3 separate regions of the Mus musculus genome follow, and all the other regions are linked to region 1. A link is a contact called in public promoter capture Hi-C data. All regions are on one chromosome and are shown on one strand. The core of a region is the stretch at or near the end of the contact, and the rest is flanking DNA. Distances in the headings are between cores, read along the strand shown.

Region 1 (4,803 bases), core at 1,018-3,517:
AAAAAACCTGCTATTCTAGGTTCTAAAAATGACATTTGGGGACTGAGGTAGATAGTGTTTTCTTGTTGGCTGATGCTAACACTGCAGCGCTTTTGTCTTTAGATTTCTCTGGAGGGTCCAGAAACAGTAAACAGAGACTGTCCCAACTGATGCATCTGAAACCAGGGCACACACATCTCAAAGTGACGCCGAGGACTGTGAATATAATTTGCATCACTAGTTAATTCCTAGACTCACGTTCATCTTTACTCTTACCCTCTATTACAGCTCCCTTTTAAAACAACACTTCATAGGACAACAATCTGATGTATCTAATAAAGCATGGGTCTAAAATAGGGTTGCAGATAAACGCCACACGGATTACTGAGGTTGACAGATGGCACCCTTGTCATTCTTGCTGTCTGTTACCGGAAAGGACTCAGAACAGGAGGAATGTCCGTCCTTTCATCTTCTCTGCTTTCATATTTCAATCTTCAACCACACAACTAACCACGCCATACAGCGCGTTCATCTAAAGCGACTAACTGAATAGATACATAAGTATTTAAAATAGAGATACACTTATTAATTTAAGAACATTTATTACTGTATCTATTCTGTAGTCTTCTCTAGCCATTTAGTCTTTGTAATGCACAACGGACCTATGACTGGAGACTTCCCAAGTACCTCGTGTGACTGCAGGCTTGCTTAAACACTGACCACCAACACAGAGCTAAGGAATCAAAATCGTTGTGCGCCCAACTCCTTCTTTTAATGATAAGAATTACTGCGGGAGTAAGATGAATGGGTGAGCACAGGCAGAAAGGCTCATCGAGCAATAGCTGTTGTCTCTGTTCACTGTTTCAAATTCATCGCTGCTGCACAACTTAAAGACTGCACCATCTAAAATACCGATGGGTTTGCCTTTCTCCCCACCTCCCTCTCTTCACATTAATTTGTCCTCTCCATAAAACTCTCCCCGGAGAAGAACTCTCACTTATCTTGCTTTATAGTCTGGACACCCAACACATACAAGATAATCTCCAAATGATAACTGAGTTCTATTTTGACGTGTGGGACGTGTGTTAACATGTGGGACATATGTTAACCTATGTGTAGGTTAACATGAACAGGATAGATATTATTTAAAGATTACAAAAAGAAGTGAGGCACAGTAGAAACAACTTTTCCTGGTTTAAAGAGTGTCCTTCTGTCCTTTATACTGCAAACGAAAATGCCTTTAACGCTGATTGGCCTTTATGCTGTCCAGGGCTAAGGATTAAAAAATAGCATGGCCACAGTCAGAAGGGAGAAGATCTTCAAGAGCAGATCTACCTTATATCGTAACAAATCTAGGAAACTGATAAAGCTGAAATTAAATTTCTTTAATGCCTTTCAAAACTATTCAATAACAGGTAATATGGGTTCCTCCCTATCTATGCCAGCTAAGCAACTTCGGATTTACAACAGTGCAAGATGGAATACAGAATTTATTTCCAAAGGCAGGATAAAAACCACATAGGCTCAAATTGCAGGTGACCTTAATGAGAAGGCTGGAAATCCATTGCTGAAACTTGATTATTTTGATATACCATCCCCACCATCATACTTAAATAAAGCAGTCTTCAAGGGGGAAAAAATCAATTGCAATAGCTATTTTGCCTTAAACGACCTCGTCTGCAGTCAGTTCTGGCTTCCTCAGCAATGCAGTAGGGTAGAATTGAAAAACTGCTCTGAACAACAACAACAGAGTAGCCTTTAAAAAGTAAATGCTACTAATTGAGAATATTTGCTTACATGACAATAATGGTCCAAGAAAGGCAAAGACAAAAGAGACATGTTTGTCCTAGAACTTATAGAATCAAGCCGTTTGTTACCAGCAGTTTTTAAAGAGGAACATTAAAAAAAAATCAAGATCTATTTTCAAAAATCTAAATTACAGAATAAATCCTTCCTACCCACAAAGTTCCAAGAACGAGGGCAAAACAAGCAGAGGTCCCAAATGGAAAGATAAAATCAATGAAAGAGAATTTCACAGTTGCCTCACCTCTAGTGCAGAAGATTGCAGCGGGGCCAGCGGGTTTATTTGCAGCTTGGTTAGCATAAATCGAAAGGAGAGTCTCCTTTGCTTGCCTCTTTTCCACCCCTTTCCTAAACCGGGCTTCCAACCTCTCTGCCCGTCCAATTGATAACCTAGGAAATGCGCCGCCTGCAAAGTGAGTGCCTGGAGCAGGGGACAGTTCCTGAGTGGCCACCCCTCCCTCGCTTTGGGTGACGCTCCACTTCCTGTTAGGCAAAAAGGCTTTCCCAAGAAGCTCGGTTTTGTAGTTTCCAAGCCACCTCCCCAAACCAGACCCCCTTTCCGGGTTTCCCCTTCTAGGTAATAACTTTTAATCATTCACGTGATCGGCCAGCTGACCTTGTCTAAACAATCCCCTAGAAAGATGCTGGAGAGTGTCTCTCTAGCCAGCCCAGGCCCACAAGGCTCATCCCCAGCCTCCCACCCAACAGGCTTGTATCTGCACCTCCTGAAATGGACCATAGTGACAGCTACTGTCTTGGGGGTGACAAGGATGCTAAAGGAACCTGTCTGCGGTTGCCTTCAGGGCTACAACCGAATGAGGTTGCAGGGGAGAAACAGCAAGAAGCGGACCTCAAGGCCATAGTCTATGGCCCTCTTCCTAAAGGACGTTTTAAAATACCTTTAAGTGTTTCTTTTGCAAAGCACTCAACGATCGCGTCCCGCGTGACGGTTTCCGCGGGTGGGGGTGGACTCCCTTAGCGTTGACCTCGGGAAGCCATTCTCGCACATCCCGTGCAGTGGCGGCGCAGCACGTGGCCGCCTGGGCTTTTCAGTGATGCTGCCTAAGGCACAGCGGGGATTTGAGGTCCTTTAGGGGGTTAATGCTGAAGGAGCAGGAGCGGGCTGCACTGCATCCGGGGACGATAGTGATGGGCGATCTGGGTGGGTGACAGCGGGCCCTGAACCAGTCAGCCACGTCTGCAGAGAGCCAGCAGGGGTATCTTTCGTGAGTTCAGGAGATAGGACCCCTAGCTCAGCTAGAGATAGATCCCCAAGCTTTCAGCTCGGACTTTCCGCAGCCCCCAAGCCCCGCCTCCTCCCCGTAAGCCCCTCCCCTGCCGGAGTCCCCGCCCCCGCCTCCCGCTTTCCCGTCCCAGGACGCGTTGCGCGGCCCGGGCCGGAAGTCCTCGAATTCCCGGGTGTGTGTCTGTGTCTGTGTCTCGCGGCGGTGCCGCGGCGGTCAAGCGCTTTGGGGTCCGCGTTTGAAGCGTCACCGCTGTCACTGCCGCCACCATACCGAGTCACTTCTAGAGGGACGGAGACCCGGCCCTTCGCCGGGTGGAGAAGATGTTGCCCCTGTCCATCAAGGATGATGAATACAAACCACCCAAGTTCAATCTGTTCGGCAAGATCTCAGGCTGGTTTAGGTGCGGGGTGCTGTGATTGCTGGGAGGGGGCTGCCCGGGATGCTGAGACAAAGCTGGGTGCTAAGGATGGCCTGAGGTCCAGCATGGGAGCGTCACCCTCCTGCTGTGGTGGAACGAGCATGCGGACTGGGTGGGTTTTGAGGGGTCCCCGCAACCCCCTTGGCTCCTGCTTGCTTCTGATCACCTGTATCGTGCCCAGGTCCATCCTGTCGGACAAGACATCCCGGAACCTGTTTTTCTTCCTGTGCCTGAACCTCTCTTTCGCTTTTGTGGAACTACTCTACGGCATCTGGAGCAACTGGTAACCAAAGGGGAAGATGATTGGGGCGGAAGCAGAGGGTGAGGGAGACAAGCCACTATTTGCTTAGTGCCACGTAGCTCCTTACCGGCAGGTTCACGTCTTACCTTTGCCACTACCACTTTTGCTGAGTTGCTCTCAGCGTACTCTCACCAAAAGGGAAGGGCTGCAGTTCTAAGATCGGGGACTCTCATTTCCTGCAACTCCATTAAACAGAACTGACAAACAGGCCCCCTCCTCATATTTTTTTTTTACTTTTTTATTTGGCAGATGCAATGAATCTCTTTAACAGCTTGCCTTAGCTATGCCTCAGGAAAAATGAGAGGATCCTGTTAGCTAACCTACCTGTGGGTGTGGCTTTTTTTTTTTTTTTTTTTTTTTTTTTTGGATTTCACTCCTAAGATTCTGAGAGAGAAAGATCTGAATGGCCCTGTTAAATTTATGATTGCCTTTGAATGACTTTTGAAGAGGTTTGTGAAGAGACCGTTGGCAAAGCATATGCCATTCTCTTTTCCAGTGAAACTGTCTTAGGATTTTCCTTGTATCTTTACTGCAGTAGAAAATCCCATACAGTTTTCTGAGAATGCCATTTTGACTTGAAGGCTTTGGTGTCACCTTTGGGCTTTTTTGTTTGTTTGTTTTTGTTTTATGGTGTCAAGATTTGGGTCGAAGAGAGTCCGGTGTCGCTAAGGAAGTAAAGTCACTGGAATTTAAGTATTTGCTGTGGGATAACTTCTGGGCTTGTGAAACTGCTCTGCAAATAACAGAATGAGCACACTTCTGAAGTGTGCTAACTCCATTTCTAGATTTTATTCCCTTCTAAGAATCGATAAAAGAGGGGCAGAAGTTGAGAGTGCTCACTGCTCTTGCAGAGGATCAGGATTTCGTTCTCAGCACCATATCTGGTGGCTCACAACTGCCTGTAACTCCAGCTTCAAGGGTCTGACATTCTTTTCTCCACCTCACAGGCACATGCACACATGTGACAGACACAGAAAAACAGAGACGTACAGACAGACACACACATGCAGGGATAAAAACAAAATGTTAAAGAAAGAGACTCTATTAGAAGATGG
Region 2 (4,803 bases), core at 1,008-3,507, 960 kb before region 1:
CCTCTTCCCCACATCTTTCCTAGATTTGTTGCCATTTCTCCATTTTCTTGATAGTAACCAGCTCACTCCAGTGATTTGAATTTCCCTGATGGCAAGAGATGTTGACCACCTTTTCAGATACCCGCTGGCCAATTTCTTCCTTTGAATTGTGTTTCTTTGGTTTAGATCATTGGTCCATTTATCAATGGACAACCTTATTTCTTTGGTGCCTAAGTTTTGATGTTCTTTCTATATTCTAAATACTAACCCTTTGTGATTTCAGATTCTTGAAAGCGATAATCTTGTTCTTCCGGTGACTGGCTCAGGGTGTGGCCTCTGTGGCTGGGGAGATCCAAATAAAAGTATGAAGCAATCTAAGGTCTATACGTTTCTGCAGAATAGAATAACACAAGGTTCTACCTAGAGTTTTCCTATCCGTCTATAAGCATCTCCGGGAGTTTGGCAGAGGAGGAGGCTTGGTCCAGCTCCCGCATGAAGATTGATTTAACCTTCAGCCCGTGTCTCTCTTTGCCCAGTGCCCTTGGGCATTGCTTGATGAATGGCTTTACAAAGTCAGACAGCTGACATCCCCATCCTGGCTTTGCTACTTATTAGCCATGTGGCAAATGATCTCCCTGAGCCTGTTGCCTCATTTTAAAATAGGAATAATAGCACCTATCTCTCAACACCCCTAAGATAAATAAGATGAGATGCATTTGTCTATGGACAAATATTAGCTACTACTATAACAAATATCAAAAGCACAAAGAAATGTACGCCAGTGTGTTCAGTGTCAGCCTTGTCTATTTAACCTCCCTGCCTGAATGGTGATATTAAAGGGCTGATCCAAACACATAATAATGTGGTGGATGGTAATTGGGGCTCACCACATCAACATGCACTTAAAGAATAGGTGGGAAAAAGAAAACAAAGTCCATTGCAAAGCTTCCTGGGCTCTGCTCTGACCTGAGTTTCCCCGGGGTTCACTGCCTTCCTTAAAGGGCAGGGACTGTCCACCCAGGGCACACTTTCACAGGCTCGCTCCTTGCTCTTGCATAACTTCAGGCTGTCAAAATGGGCACCTTCCTGAAATTGAAGATTGTCGGGGTTTGTTTTTTTGTTTTGTTTTGTTTTGTTTTTTGTTTTTTGTTTTTTGTTTTTTTTGAATGGGGTCCAAAAAAGGTGCTGCAGTCCCCAGATATCCAACATCAATCATCACGTTAACACCTTTGGGTTTTTTTGTTTTGTTTTGTTTTGTTTTGCTTTCCAAGACCTAAGAGTCTAAGGTCTCTGTCAGAAGGCTGCCTGCGGTGGGACTTTGAGAGGGGAGCTGAGCTTGATGCAAATATTCTACTCTAAGGGTTCTTCGGTTACTAAAGGAGCCATCACCATTACCTAAAGCCAAGCAGAGGGAGATAACAAACAAGTGACTTAGCACTTCTCTCTCTCTCTCTCTCTCTCTCTCTCTCTCTCTCTCTCTCTCTCTCTCTCTCTCTCATCCCCCCCCCCCCCCCGAGATAAACTAAGCGAGATAACTTTAAACACACACAGGCTCACAGGAAAACCTGGGCTGCCCGGACCCCGACACTCAGCACGGCAGCTCCCTGCGCCACTCCTGGAAAATAATGACTTGGGTAAGGAACAGTTAATAAGAAAATGTGTCTCGCTAACCGTGCACAGCACAACAAAGAGCTGGCAGCCCCTGAAGGAAAAGGGCTTGTGCGGCTGCCGTTCAAACTTGTCAGTCAACTCGTGCCAGCAGCCTCAGCGTCTGCCTCCCCAGTGCACCCTCATTACATGTGTCTGTCTGGCCTCATCTGTGCATGGGCTCTGAGCCGCTCCGCTCCTGACAGTTCGGAATTCTCTTCCTCTCTCCCTGCTGCAAAGAGCGGATTTCTCTCCGTGTCTCTTCTGTCATCTCCAGCTCCCCTCTCCAAGGACGCACCTTGATTTATGGTAGCTTTGGACTTCCTTCAGCGTCTGCCTGTCCTTGACTTCTAGAATGGAAGAAGCTGAGCTGGTGAAGGGAAGACTCCAGGCCATCACTGTAAGTCTACATAGAGTTTTAAGTCAGTAAGGTGGTTGCTTAGACAAACGGCACCGGCACCGGCACCGGCACCGGCACCGGCACCGGCACCGGCACAGGCGACGTTGCTAGCTGTCCTTGTCTCCCAGGCCTTCCAAGTAGAGAAACAGAACTAAGCCTTCGTGGACTCTGGTCTGCTTCTCTTAACCCTTGTGACCCTCCATGACACTGGGGCTTCAGAACCTGAGATCCAGGGAAATGGTTCTGGAATTTACAGATGGTGTTTGCATTCTAAACGATAATCAAGGGTTGTTTGCTTGTTTGCTTGTTTTTATAAATAGTTTGTAAACTCTCCTCACCTTCTGTGGATATCTGAAGTTTAGGGTTTTTTCTTCAAATTCCTTCTATCGGACAAATGTTCTTATAGATGCCTAACTGGAAAACTTTTCAAAGCAATGAATAGAACCCCCAAAAGTTTTTTTTTAAAGAGGTAGATCAAAAGGAAGAAAATCGGAAACATTTTTATTCATGTGTCAAAGTATATTCCAGACAAACCTAACTGAATTAAAGCAAAGCTTGGTGTATGTATGTATGCATATATATATATGCGAAGTATTAAAACAGAAGAAAAGTAGCGAAGGCACGCATCAGAGTAATTCTCGCAGATCAGTTTTCCAGTACAGAAGGACAGACATAGTCCGAATAAGGTCTCAATACAGGAGCCATGCACAAGATGGACTTGGAAAATATTTCCCTAATTCCGGGAAGAAAAGTAGTACACTTGATGTTTGTTCTGGGGAAAAAAAAAATCAAAGCAAGAAATGAGTCACTTTTCTTAAATGATACCATTCTTTTTCTCATTTGCTTCCAAACTGCTGTATGTGACGATAACCTGGAAGTCCCTGACCTGGTCATCTATCGTTATTAGCTGTAACTTTTGATAGCATTTTTGCAAGGAAAAGCAACTTGGCAAATCCACACCCCTGTGCGTCACATTTTCTGACACTGAAATTAACCGTCAAAAAAGAAGTAACTACTTTCTGAAAAACTGACACTAAATCAAGGTAGATAGGAGGTTATCCAACTCTTTGCTCCTCAAATTCTCACAATTAATTAAGCAAATCCTAATTTAGGTTTTGTTGTGCATACACACACACACACACACACACACACACACACACACACACTAAGGGAATATAGCGGGGGTTTTTTCCCTCCTACCCAGAAAGGATAAATAAAAACCTACTTTCTTCACCAGTGAAAAGGAGCCAAGAGTCCACTAAGCAGCCTGGGCACCTTTCTATAGAGAGTACTTTTTAATTTCTGAATTCTAATTACTGTATTTTTTCCTTTCATCTTAAAAACCTTGGCCTGGATTTTTGTTTGTTTTGTTTTGTTGTTAAATCCGGCCACAGCTTCAGCTGTCCTCCTAGAAGGGACAGGAACTCCACTGTGCTCTGTTGTTCTTGGCATGGCCCTTTCACATTACAGCTGTTGGCTAAAGGTTACTTCACTGGGCCGTGTGAGTCGCTCACAACTAGGTTCCATTTCTCCCCACGGCTTTACCTCCCGGATAACCAAATGAAACAGTTGACTCGGTGATGCACACAGACACCTTCTTCTGTGTCTCTGCTACTGAACTGGGGAACATCTTATTTTAAGGTCTTGCTAAGTGTGGTTTGCAGCTTAGAGCATTTAGTGAACTAGGGCATGGTCCAAGTAGATGGCGGCTGAGAGTTATTCAGAAAGCCAAGGAATTTTCACTGAGGCTTCAGGTGCAATTAGATATAGAAGATCAAAATGCCTTAAAAGGAATTGAGTAGGTAGGCAGGTTCCTGAATATAGAGATACTTTCACTGTTAAAATTAATAAACTTTTAAAAATTATCCCACGAGCCCAAACATATCCCTTTAGAGTTAATTAAGTCTTGGAGGTACAGTCACAAAACTTAGCTTGAAAGTAAAATTCTTGCTTAAAGCCTGTAGGGTAAAAACTGGCAAAAGTTTATAGGAACGAATTTCCATAAGCCTGCACCTCACAGGGCTCAGTCACATTTGTCACCACCTAGAGGGGAAATGGAGTAGTTCCTCCGTGTCCATGGAAACAATACAACCACTCTCCTCCTGCACACCCTGGGAAATGCCAGCTTACTCCGCCCTGGCCTTGCCCAGGAAGCCACCCCTGCTATTCTTTCTTCCTAGGAAAAGAAAACACACCGTACCCAGGGAACTTTCAAGAGTTATCTCATTTTTTGAAAGGCATTAAAATTACAAAAACTCAGAGATAATCTTTTAACTGCTCTCCTACACTGAAATAATTTTTATATATGTCCATGACGGCAAAGATGTTAATTCCCTAAGACACCAAGACTCAACAACACAGAGACTTCACTGTAAAAGGACAAGAACAACAAACATTAACACTGCAAGAGCTGTTTGATTTTTTTATTATTATTAAATTATGATTCTCTAACTTTTGGCAGTAAAATGAAATAAGCTGTAAATATTGTTCTTACTCCACAGGGTCTCAAGTAACTAAAAAGGTGTTCTTTTAACTACAAATAATTGAAAAAAATTCATCTTCATATAATTTGGCTGAACCAAGTAGCATTACGATAAAACTACTGTAACCCTGTGGTGACGCCATTCATTTCCCATACCAGTAAATTTTATTTTAAGATCATTCACAAATTTTTTCAATGGTTTAAAGACAATGAGGGCCAAATTATGAAAGGACTCAGAAAGGATTATTTTGAGGAGGACATTAAAGTCTGGATGCTCCAAATTGACTCTTTTAAT
Region 3 (4,803 bases), core at 1,039-3,538, 550 kb before region 1:
CTGCAACCAGACTTGCATCCAGCTATGGGAAAGTAATTAAGCTACGATACATTAGGCAAGTCTGGGGCCCTCAAGATGGCTCCACAGGTAAAGGTGGTTGCCACCAGCCTGACAGCATGCAGAGGCCCCAGGCCCCAGCTGTGTCTACAACATAAGGCTTCCTACAAGGAAATCAATTAAGCCTGGTTTTGTTTTGTTTTAAGATGGCTGGAGAGACAGCTCCATAACTAAGAGCGTTTGCTCCTCTCCTGGGGACTGAGGCTTGGTTCCCAGCATCCATATCCTGACGTTCCCACTGCCTATCTCCAGTTCATGGGGATCTGATGCCTTCTCCTGACCTCCAAAGGCATCCACACACATGTGGTATACAATTTCACAGAAATACATATGTGGTATACAATTCCACAGAAATGCACACAGAAATACATCTGTGGTATACAATTCCACAGCAATGTACACAGGAATACCTATGTTTTAGAAATAACAAAGTAAGTAGATAACTGTTTTGCATTTTTATGAGAAAGAGTAGGAGAACTTTTAGGAAACAGGAGACGGCTTGTGCAGAAGACAGAGAGTACAGTAGCAGAGGCCACAGGAAATGTGGCTGTGACCAGCGTGTGCTCCACGTGTGCATCACGATGTTGTGGAGAAACCCGTTGTTTGCATCTAACATTTAATAAGAAGGAAGAAAAAGAGGCAACCAAGTAAAACCAGCAAGGTAGGAAAAGCCCAGGAAATCCAAATGGCAAAAACAAAACAAAACAAAACAAAACAAAACAAAACAAAACAAAAACCCACAGACTGTACTTAGCCTTAAGATTCTATAGATTAAACCATAGTAAACTATCTATACATACCTCATCAAAATGGCCAATTGTACTAGACTGACTCTACCAACTATTGGTGAAAGTTTGGGTGAGAGGATTCCCCCAGTGCTTTGCATTGGTGGAACTGTGAGTTGGTTGTAACTACTTTCAAAGAGCATAGGTGATATACGAGGTATAGACATTCCTGCTCACTATGAACAAGTGTCCCCCAACAATGATTTTTCAAAATAGTATAATAATTAGTAATAATAATAATAAAATGAATGCATCATGGAATTTTGCTTTTTCATGGATACCTTCATTTGGCCCAGGACGTTTGGCTAATCATGTCTAAATTGTAGAATTAGAATTAAAATTATTTGAGGCTCATGGAGGCAGTCAGAAAAGGAACCCGAAAAGAGCTGTCAGAAGAAAACTTTGGGTTGCTTTGTCATCTACAATATGCAGAGTATTACTTAGAGAGGGATGTGAGCAGAGTGCGCGGAGCCCACAGACAGGAGCTGAGTGTGAGATCTTTCTGCAGTCAAGAGACCTTGGGATCAGGCATAATAGTATATGTCTGTTGATGGGCTGATGCAGGAGGATGGTACGTTTGAGAGCAGCTTAGGTACACCACAACACCTTACCAAAATAGGAAAGAAGGAAGGAAGGAAGGAAGGATAAAAAAGGAAAGAAAGGAAGTCAGGAAAGAATGGACAAATAAGAGAAGAGAGTGGGAGGTGGAAGGAGGAGCCTTGAAGAACATGTACTGGGGACCTTACTGCCTGGACATGTCACCTAGAATTTATTGTATCAGATGTTAATAAAGCTGATGTATGTACTAAATACTTTCAACCATATACAATTAAAATATTTCATGAATGCAAGCTATCTCCGTATTGCATTATCTTTATATAAACTCTCATTTGTTAACTTATTTCATTGCTTGACATTAAATATTGGTCATCTCTAATACTAATTTCCTTAACATGACAGATTTGCTTCAGAAAAAAAACAAGTTTGTAACAAGGCATTTCTGCATCTAGCTCCTTTGTGAAGGAAAGGCACACAGCACAGCAGCGAGCTAAGTGTGTCAATGACACGGTGGGGCAGCTGCTTTCAAAAGTTAAACAACTGAAGAAACACAACCTTAAACTCTAACTTTCAGGAAGCCTATCTCCTGTGTCCCAGAGGACGACGGCTAGGTAAGTGACCACAGCCCCCTTACAAGGCTCAGAAGTTATATCTGTGATCAGCTGATAAACTTTTTCAGTGAGATCGTCACCTGTAATTTCTTTAAGCAGAAGGAACGGAGGAAAATTGTTTCGGAAAAGCACTTACCATAGGGGGTTGCTGCAGCCAACATGCCCAGAGCTCCCTGATTCTCAGCTAGAATCAGATCCAAGGTGATTTTTTTTTCCCCCAGTGTGGCTCCAAATGACTAAAACTCTGTCGGGCTGTGACCAAGTGAAAAGTCATGTCAGCCTACTTCTAATTTTAGCTCCTGGACAAGGCTGAGAATAGCAAGAGTCACGTGGGGCTTCTGTGCAAAGGTTCAACTGATAATGTACGTGAGTGCGTTCCTACAGACACCAGGGAAGTCTCTGATAATGTACGTGAGTGTGTTCCTACAGACACCAGGGAAGTCTCTGATAATGTATGTGAGTGTGTTCCTACAGAAACCAGGGAAGTCTCTGATAATGTACATGAGTGTGTTCCTACAAACACCAGGAAAGTCTCTGGGAGAACCATTTCTTTTTAAATTAATTTAAATTTTTTAACTGTGTGTGTGTGGGGGGGGTGTTTTGTGTGCATGTATGGCTGTGTGCCACATGCATGCAGTGCCCTGCAGGCCAGAAGAACTTGTTGGGTCTCCTGGAACTGGAGTGATGGATGGTTGTGTGCTATCACATGGATGCTGGGAAATGACCCTGGGTCTCCTGCAGGAGCAAGTGCTCTTAAGCACTGCACCATCTCTCCGGCCTCTTGGAGGGAGAACAATTTCTAAGTGCCAGAAAAGAATTCTTTCTAAAAGTCCGTCCACTTTTCATGACTTACAGATCTTACATACTTAACAGAACATAGTGGATCTGTTGGAAGCAAAGCAACTTCAAAATACACTGATGTGCAACAGGACAAAGCCCCTCACTACCTTGAAGTAAAAGCCCCAGTGCTTCAGATGAATGAATAGGGAAGGTGTGGCGAGGAACCGCAATTTGTGCTGCACCTAAGCTTCAGTTTCAGGGAGAAATGGTTGACTGAAGCCCTGTCCAGTCCACCTCCTTCTGCTATCAGGTACACTCTCAAGCCTAGGACTTCAGACTTAATTAACTTTCCATTTTTAACTCTCAGCTCCCACAGACAGGACCTAATTCCATGTTCTTAAGAATTATACATACAGCCAGGTGGTAGTGGAACACACTTTTAATTCCGGCACTCCAGGGAAGCAGACACAGGCAGATCTCTTTGAGTTTGAGACCAGCCTGGTCTACAGAGCTAGTTCTAGGACAGCCAAAGCTACACAGAGAAACAGTGTCTTGAAACCTCTCACACCAAAAAAGACAATTATACTCTTAGCTTTTAAAAATCTGTACACATCTGTACACAGATAAAATATAAGAGGTAAAACTGAAAGACCTCCGAAGGGAGTCCCTCACTCAAGTCTCGGGATAATAGTGGACCCCCAAGAACTCATGAGAGACCAAACTTGATGCAAACCACAGGAGGCTTTATTCGGGAAAACCAGAGCTCTGGGGACGACTCATATCTCACGCAGGGGTAGAGGAGTCAACCCCGAGGGGACAGGGGTCCCAGGTTTTATAGGCCCTCAGGGGGGAAAGGAGAAGGGGGAGAGTAGGGGATTTCCAGATCTAAACAATGTCTATTCTAAAATGATTGATTCCTCAAGAAATGGGTATGGGGGCCATTTCGTGACGCCGCGGGACCGAGAATCTGTAGGAGCAGAGCCAGAGGGAAGCGGGTGGGCCTGTCGGAGCGTTAGGATTTGAGCTTGGGCCTTTTGAACCCAGGATCTCGAAATGCATCGTGATTCCTGTCCCTTGGATTGTAAGGTTTATGTAGGTAATCTTGGAAATAATGGAAACAAGACTGAATTAGAACGGGCTTTTGGCTATTATGGACCACTCAGAAGTGTGTGGGTTGCTCGAAACCCTCCTGGCTTTGCTTTCGTCGAATTTGAGGATCCCCGAGATGCTGCTGATGCTGTCCGGGAACTAGATGGAAGAACACTGTGTGGCTGCCGTGTAAGAGTGGAACTGTCGAATGATGAAAAGAGAAGTCGGAATCGTGGGCCGCCTCCCTCTTGGGGTCGTCGTCCTCGAGATGATTACCGCAGGAGGAGTCCTCCACCTCGGCGCAGATCCCCAAGAAGGAGAAGCTTTTCCCGAAGCCGGAGCAGGTCACTTTCTAGAGATAGGAGAAGAGAAAGGTCTCTGTCTCGTGAGAGAAATCACAAGCCGTCTCGATCCTTCTCTAGGTCTCGTAGCTGATCTAGGTCAAATGAAAGGAAATAGAAGATCAGTTTGCAAAAGTGGTGTACAGGAAATAACTTCATCTGACAGGAGTATGTACAGGAAATTAAAGTTTTGTTTGAGACTTCATAAGCTTGGTGCATTTTTAAGATGGTTTAGCTGTTTAAATTTGTTTTGTCTCTTGGAACAGTGACACACAAAACAATGTAATTCTCTATGGTTTTCAGATGGATCATAAGAGGCACGTGATATCAAGAATTGTTACTTTACAATGTTCCCTTAAGCAAGATTTAATTTTCTTTGAATTTTAGTTTTTCATAGACTGAAATAAACCTAGGTCCTGCCCAAAAAAAAAAAAAAAAAAAAAAAAAAAGAAATGGGTATGGGAGGGAAACAAGGAAAGAGTCTAATGAAGGTGCAGCAACTACGGATTGGCCCCGACTGTGGTTGCTGGGGAGATTTTCCGACTCTATCCCAGCAACCAATATAGCAACCAATATCATAAA

Evidence for each region. Promoter capture Hi-C pulls out the DNA fragments that hold promoters and counts their contacts. Capture Hi-C pulls out chosen DNA fragments and counts their contacts.
Region 2: a contact with region 1 is called in a promoter capture Hi-C map of adipose tissue. The contact joins the promoter of 4930455H04Rik here to the promoter of Extl2 in region 1.
Region 3: a promoter capture Hi-C map of liver shows a contact between it and region 1, with 8 times the contacts expected there. The contact joins the promoter of Lrrc39 here to the promoter of Extl2 in region 1. A contact is called at or near these places in 8 of 39 promoter capture datasets (the 3T3-L1 cell line, cranial neural crest, embryonic stem cells and 3 more), 4 of 484 Hi-C or Micro-C datasets (the AML12 cell line, the G1E-ER4 cell line, bone marrow-derived macrophages and 1 more), 8 of 115 datasets of contacts at active chromatin or transcription factors (acute myeloid leukemia, bone marrow-derived dendritic cells, bone marrow-derived macrophages and 3 more) and 3 of 9 other capture datasets (adipose tissue, embryonic stem cells and macrophages).

Annotation. Positions count from the first base shown.
Region 1 is chr3:116,005,761-116,010,563 of GRCm38.p6, reverse strand. Extl2 (exostosin-like glycosyltransferase 2) reads right to left here and starts at 2,267. Exons shown (of 5, transcript NM_001163514.1): 1 at 2,027-2,267. Slc30a7 (solute carrier family 30 (zinc transporter), member 7) reads left to right here and starts at 3,158. Exons shown (of 11, transcript NM_023214.7): 1 at 3,158-3,429; 2 at 3,629-3,730. The coding sequence starts at 3,350.
Region 2 is chr3:116,965,721-116,970,523 of GRCm38.p6, reverse strand. 4930455H04Rik (RIKEN cDNA 4930455H04 gene) reads right to left here and starts at 2,257. Exons shown (of 3, transcript NR_040596.1): 1 at 1,925-2,257; 2 at 248-321. Palmd (palmdelphin) reads left to right here and starts at 1,572. Exons shown (of 8, transcript NM_023245.3): 1 at 1,572-2,026. The coding sequence starts at 1,982. Gm52613 (a long non-coding RNA gene) reads right to left here and starts at 3,502. Exons shown (of 2, transcript XR_003954544.1): 1 at 3,252-3,502; 2 at 2,508-2,798.
Region 3 is chr3:116,560,468-116,565,270 of GRCm38.p6, reverse strand. It overlaps Lrrc39 (leucine rich repeat containing 39), which reads right to left and starts at 2,288. Exons shown (of 9, transcript NM_175413.4): 1 at 2,148-2,288. It also overlaps the pseudogene Gm9761.